2 separate regions of the Mus musculus genome follow, and region 1 is linked to region 2. Evidence: chromatin contacts called from public ChIA-PET data. All regions are on one chromosome and are shown on one strand. The core of a region is the stretch at or near the end of the contact, and the rest is flanking DNA. Distances in the headings are between cores, read along the strand shown. Region 1 overlaps Gm36920 (a long non-coding RNA gene). Region 2 overlaps 1700025G04Rik (RIKEN cDNA 1700025G04 gene).

The links. ChIA-PET counts read pairs in DNA pulled down with a chosen protein or histone mark.
Region 1: an RNA polymerase II ChIA-PET map of memory CD8 T cells shows a contact between it and region 2, with 54 read pairs. The contact joins two enhancer-like sites. A contact is called at or near these places in 1 of 484 Hi-C or Micro-C datasets (the N1E-115 cell line) and 3 of 115 datasets of contacts at active chromatin or transcription factors (large pre-B cells, memory CD8 T cells and stem cell-derived neural progenitor cells).

Annotation. Positions count from the first base shown.
Region 1 is chr1:152,252,848-152,255,779 of GRCm38.p6, reverse strand. All of the region lies in intron 3 of Gm36920 (a long non-coding RNA gene), which reads left to right. Among named protein-coding and RNA genes, the nearest start is that of Gm36920, 36 kb to the left of the region's middle. Within about 2 kb of position 1,604, at least 48 of the 459 cell types and tissues checked have an H3K27ac peak or open chromatin away from gene starts, as enhancers often do. A contact at or near this core is called in memory CD8 T cells, where this site is marked.
Region 2 is chr1:152,009,172-152,012,045 of GRCm38.p6, reverse strand. All of the region lies in intron 1 of 1700025G04Rik (RIKEN cDNA 1700025G04 gene), which reads left to right. Among named protein-coding and RNA genes, the nearest start is that of 1700025G04Rik, 80 kb to the left of the region's middle. Within about 2 kb of position 1,590, at least 25 of the 459 cell types and tissues checked have an H3K27ac peak or open chromatin away from gene starts, as enhancers often do. A contact at or near this core is called in memory CD8 T cells, where this site is marked.

The sequences.
Region 1 (2,932 bases), core at 355-2,854, 240 kb before region 2:
TCAACCTTCTCAATTACCGAATACAAACATTGGTTCCCAGGAAATGTACACACTCAGTCAGTCAGTGTTAGATTCCATGAGGCTTTTTCACTTTTTAGGAATTTTATTGGATGGAAAAACAATACTATTTTTGTTTCAGGGACTGAAGTTGCTTTTAATGCTTTCCTCTGCCTTGATGAACTGGGGCATTATCTTGTTTCAATATGAGGTTACATTCTTTCCTATTGATTCACAAACGCTCATTGAATAAAATAGCCCTTAACTCCCTTTGCTTGTTCTGAACGGTCTGGCTAAGAGGAAGAGTAACATCTAAGCCAAAGATGTTGCATCTGCCTTCCTGACCCAGATTTAACTGAGATAAACAAACGCAAGGGAATAAGTCTGGTGCACTTTTGAGGATCAATTTCCTTACTAATAATTGTGTTCATTAAAGATAATTTATTCTGAGCCTACTCTACATTGTTCTTAGATCTGGGAGAGATAAAAATGAACACAGTAGTAAGTCACAAGGAAGCTTAGTGGTCAGGGCAAGGCAGCAGAGCAGGCAGCCAGCAGAGAATGGCAGGTCTGAGACAGAGGCATGGACAGTGCCCACAGCATCACACATTCAGCCCACGAGGCTTGGTGGAGGTTGTCCAAGAGATAGGAGCATGGGAAGAGCACACAGAGATGCAGATACCGAATACCCAGACAAGGAGCAAGGAGTCGTAACCGCTTCATAGAATGGGGGAGACATGGTTTTGAACCGTGAGTCTGGTGTGGTAGGCAGGGCCCACTAAAGTCTGTATAATTTACCTTTTTCTTGAATGCACTGGGCACTGTTTGAAGATGGAAGCCGAGGAGTAGGGTGTGGGCTAGCCTTTAACAGAACCCCTGCCATCTGCTCTGCTGAGGAAAAACAAACCAACAAAACAAAACAAAACACCTAGAAGGGGCACCATCACAGACTGCTCGGAGGTGCTGCACTAGCCCAGGTAGGAGGCAGGGTGATGAGAATAAAGCATATCAGATAGATGAAGACTCTGGACAGACAAGAGACTCCTGTCTGCATCTGTCCCTATTCATATGTTTTGTGCACAAAAGAATATGCAGTATTTTTCTACATGCAGGCACTCTGAAAACTTCAAACCATCTAGTAGAGACAAGTCTTTCTAGAGAGAGGAAAAAGCCGTGTTTAACATACCGAACCATTATAGATACATATCACAGTGATTTATATTTCATGTTCTTTCTGTAGACTGGCTCCAAATTACGGTTTGATGTGGTGATTTAGTAGTTTTATGGTGGTACAAGCATTGTACGCATTCCGCACAAACCACCTCAAGGTTTTGCATATGGATTATTTCCAAGGAAAGGACATGGGCAGGGCCGCGGCCTGAAGCTGAGAAACAGCAGTCAGTCACACGTTCACAGCATGAAAATGACGACATTCTGCCTTGTCTTGTGCTGTTTAACTATCGTGTGCAGTAGGCATCACACACACGGTTTACTTCGGATATTTTCAACTTAAAATGCTTTCATCAGGACTCCCCACCAGAGACTGAGGAGTGTCTATGACTGAATGCATCACCCAGGCATCAGCTTGCCTACCGTCTCCTTCCCCTGGCCACACTGTGTGGGCTGTCACACATGGATGTGGAAAGAAAGGGTCTGGTTTCAGGTCTTCTCTGAGGTTTTGACTTCCTTCCTGCTTGCTCTGCAATTGGTCACCAGTCAACTTCAAGTGAAGATCCTGGACCTGTGGCGGCTAAGAGTTCATCTTGTCACCAAGGAACCAGTAAAGGTGTAACTGAGGGAAAATAAAAGTCTAGATTGTGCCTTTGTTCTACATAACAACACTTCCCTTGGGTTCATAGGAACAGCACTTGACTGAAGCTCTGAATTAGCTGAAGGGGATTACAACATCAAAACGAAGGTGGGATTAAGTAGATTTTTCACCATGTTCTGAGCAGCAAATACTTCCCTGGGCTCTGCCCTCACCTCAGCTTGGATGCTTCCTGCTCCTGAGAGAATGAGCGGGCACCTAAGAGAGAAGACAGGGACTTAATCAAGAGTGAAACTCTCATGTCAGCCCTCAGCTTTACACAGGTGTCAAAAAAAAAAAAAAAAACACTGACTGAGATCTTCCGTCTGCCATTAGCTGTTATTGTGTACATTAAGTAGAATCCACTGCTTAACCCAGGCTACTGGGCTCACCCCAGTATTCAAGGAGGTGCCACAGGACTCAAAGGATACAGAAGTTACATATTAAAACCCAATCTCGTAGAGGATTCAGAGGAACTAAGTTTGGTAGGGGCACAGATTGTAGTACCATTAAGCCCCTCTGTTCCTCGTGGAGAACCACTACTGTCCAGCAAGGCGGGAAGGACCCAAATCAAGCAAATGAGACTTGTTCTGGGGGTGAAGTATAGCTGGGTTAGGGGAGAATCATTAAACCCTGAACCCCCATCTGACAGGAGGTGGTAGTATATGTATCTACCCTGTCATCTTACTAGGGAGAGTGCCAGTTTCCAGCACCTTCCATGGAGGACACTGGTATTCAACCTGCACTTAGCTTGGCATCATGAAGCCTGAGCCACTGTAGTCTGAGTTTCCAGTTTGGCTGAGAATTGGGAAAGGAGAGGCAGGACTGAGGTGGGCTGGGTAATGGAAGCCTCACCCTTTCTCGGAGATCCTGCACAGCACCAGTGTGGCAGGCAGGAGCTCAGCTGGGCACCGAGGGTCTATTTACAGCTTGATAGTCTCTGCTGAATTATTGATGCCTCTGCTGCCTCGGGACCACCCCCTTGTTAACAAATTGCCCTCTCCATGAAAATTTAAAGAGGCAAATGAGGCAATCTCTCAGCCTATTATTTCTTCTTCTTTTGCCATCTGAGCTCTAATCTTATCTCGATCAGCCCAGAAGTCCTCTCTTGAGACACTGCTCAGCTCA
Region 2 (2,874 bases), core at 341-2,840:
TATCTTTTAGCTATCGCACTGAAATATGAAGAGGTGTTAACAGTAGCCCAAGGACACTGGAAGATTAGAAATCACTTTTAAGTTTTCTTTCTTCTCCCCTCCCAGTGGGCTGTGCATCAACACTCATTATTGAGAAACACAGCAGATGGGCCAACAGACCGATTAGTTATTTATATATACATATATATTTTTTCTTTATGGAGCTTAGATGCTGGCTCTTTCTTCATTAAAAGGAAGGCATTTTTACATGATGCCTTGTCTTGGCTTCCCTTTTTAATCAGAAGTACAAGGAGGCCACTTCACTCGGTCTATTAATCATGCAGCTTCGTCTTTGTCTTAACTGCTGTCTTCATAGCTCTCTGTGTGCCCATTGCAGTCAATATTTGATTTCTTTCCAGCCCTGCAACCCTTGTGTGGGCCTTCATGTCCACGTTCTTTCTGGGCTTGGGTTTCTTTATGGGGTTTATCTTTTTTTTTTAATTTGCTTTTTTTTCAGATGTGTTTTTTTTTTCACTAGAAAATTATTTCAAATATTTTGGAATTCCTATTCAAAATGAAAAGGTCTTTGATTAATTGGTAGGAGGTAGAATTACCTATAACATTATGTAATAAAAAATCTTTACTGGTAGCCTTTTTGTTTAAACAAAGGGGTTCATTTAATCTCTTGGATTGTCCTCAAAAAATTGAATTTTTCTTGTTCTGGTTTTAAGTTTTCTGAAAGTGGTTTTTTAAAAGTGAAACCCTGCTTCCCATTTTTCCTTGTGATGGGCATGCATATGAAATTCATGTGTGCATATAGGTGGAATTTTCCATGGTGTGCCATGAGTTAGTATGCAGTAGCAACCCCATGATGCTTGGAGAACTTTGAAACATGCTATAGGGAAAGGGTGCACATGCAGGGTCACACGAGTTTGAAGTTCTTCATTTAAAAAAAATCTGAATTAGATTCATAAATTTGTTGATGGATTTTGTAAAAATTAGGGAAATGGTCTATAAAAATGGCATTGGATTAGTTTAGGTCATGGTTTTGTGGTGCCCACATTTTGAGGACATTAGAGATGATGTGTAGGGCCCCCAATCATTTGAGGAGAGCTATACACAAAACCATAAGCAGTTAATTTGGCTCTGTGTTTTCTGAGATGCATGATGGTCCTGTCTCCTAGATAGCTTGAAGACAGACGAACCTGTGAGTCAGTTTTAGAAGTGTCCATCAAACTTCAAAGAGGTGCTTTGGCTCAGTTCTCACGCTGCGATCTGCAGCTTCAAGCAATAGCTTGCTGTTAATAACTTGGTGTGAAAATGTGGAGTCTGGCGTGCCTGTTTGCCTTGCCTCTGAGTGCGGTGGGGGCTGGAAAAGAACTCAGGCCTAGCTGAAGGAAAGATGGAAGCTGAAAGGAAGCTGATGTGTATGAGAAGGTGAGAACCAAAGGGGAGTTCTCCTGAGCAGGTGATCCCAGCAGTCTTAGGGAGACATTTCTAAAGTCCGCTCAGAAGGACAGCTTACGTTGACTGAGAATGAGTGGAGATGTAACCTTGACATTACACATGCAGTTCAAAGGCGTTTTAATGATGGTTCCTTAGATGTGGTCTGGTCTCAACCCCAACACCTCTCTAGGCTCACTTTCTCAAAGCTGAGTCAGGTGCCTGTGGGGTGAACGCCCTGACGTCGTGGTGTTTTCAATCTGCAGGAGCTTGGACCACATTGCCTCGAAGCTGGTCTAATTACCTCCTTCACTGATCTTTTATATTCTATGGGGGCAGAGAGGAAAATCATATTTCATCTTGCTTACCACCGTGAGCTTGGTACCTACCAATCACTGTCTATTACTAAGGAGTTTCCAATTAACATCTGCTAATTAAATGATTGAATGATTGGACAGGTGCTTGTGACATATTTAAAGCTTTTCCTCAGTGATCTGTGCGTGATTAACTTTACAAATTGGAGGTCTGAGCCTCAAATGACTCCAGTACCACCAGAGGGTAAACTTACTAAAATATAGTTTCAATAAGCTTGTAAAACTTGAACATGCCACTTTTAAAATCAAAATACTGCTATAAGCTATACGCTATAGTGTATTTCAGAAATAAACTGCACATGGAGCAGTGGTTGAGCACCAGTTCTTATTGAGTGACAGAGGTTATTAAAGCGTAATTAGCTGCATGTGGTAACACATGCCCTCAGCCCCAGCTAGTGAGAGTCTGAAACAGGAAGATCACTTGAGCCCAGGAGTTCAAGGTCTCTCTCCCACTCTCCCTCACCTCTTTCCTCTACCTTTTCCCCTCCCTGTGAAATATAAATATATATCTGTCAGCCTGAAGCTGACAAACATTTGTTTTCATGTAACTATAACACTTTACATCCTAGTGCGTTTTTAATGTGAACACAGCTTCGAAGAATGAGAAGCACTGTAATGCTACTCAGGGTCAGAGGTTAACTCCTGTCAGCTTCCCACGTTAGAGGTCTCTCCTCACCTGTGGTCTTGGCGTTCACAGTTTCATGGTCCATGAAGATCCTAAGAGTCCTGACTCGTTCCACAGAGAACAACATGTTCCCATGAGCCTTAGTGCGGTGTAATGATTCTACTTACTAGTAATCACCATCACTCGCTAACAGTGTCTAATGTAAAGTAATTTTTGTTGTAAATACGTGTATAAGGAAAAGCATGGTATATGCCGTGTTGGTACTGCTCCATTTTCATCAGTTGAGGGTCTTGAACATTCACAGCTGGGCAAGAGGAAGGCTTCAGATGTCTTTGTGAGAAACCACACAAGAAGCATGACATTTCAAATGTGAAGTTGGAATTAAAAAACAAAGTCACCTGAGGTGACTGTGGAGGGAGTGGTGAGTTTGCCTCCTATTTCTCAGAACCCCAG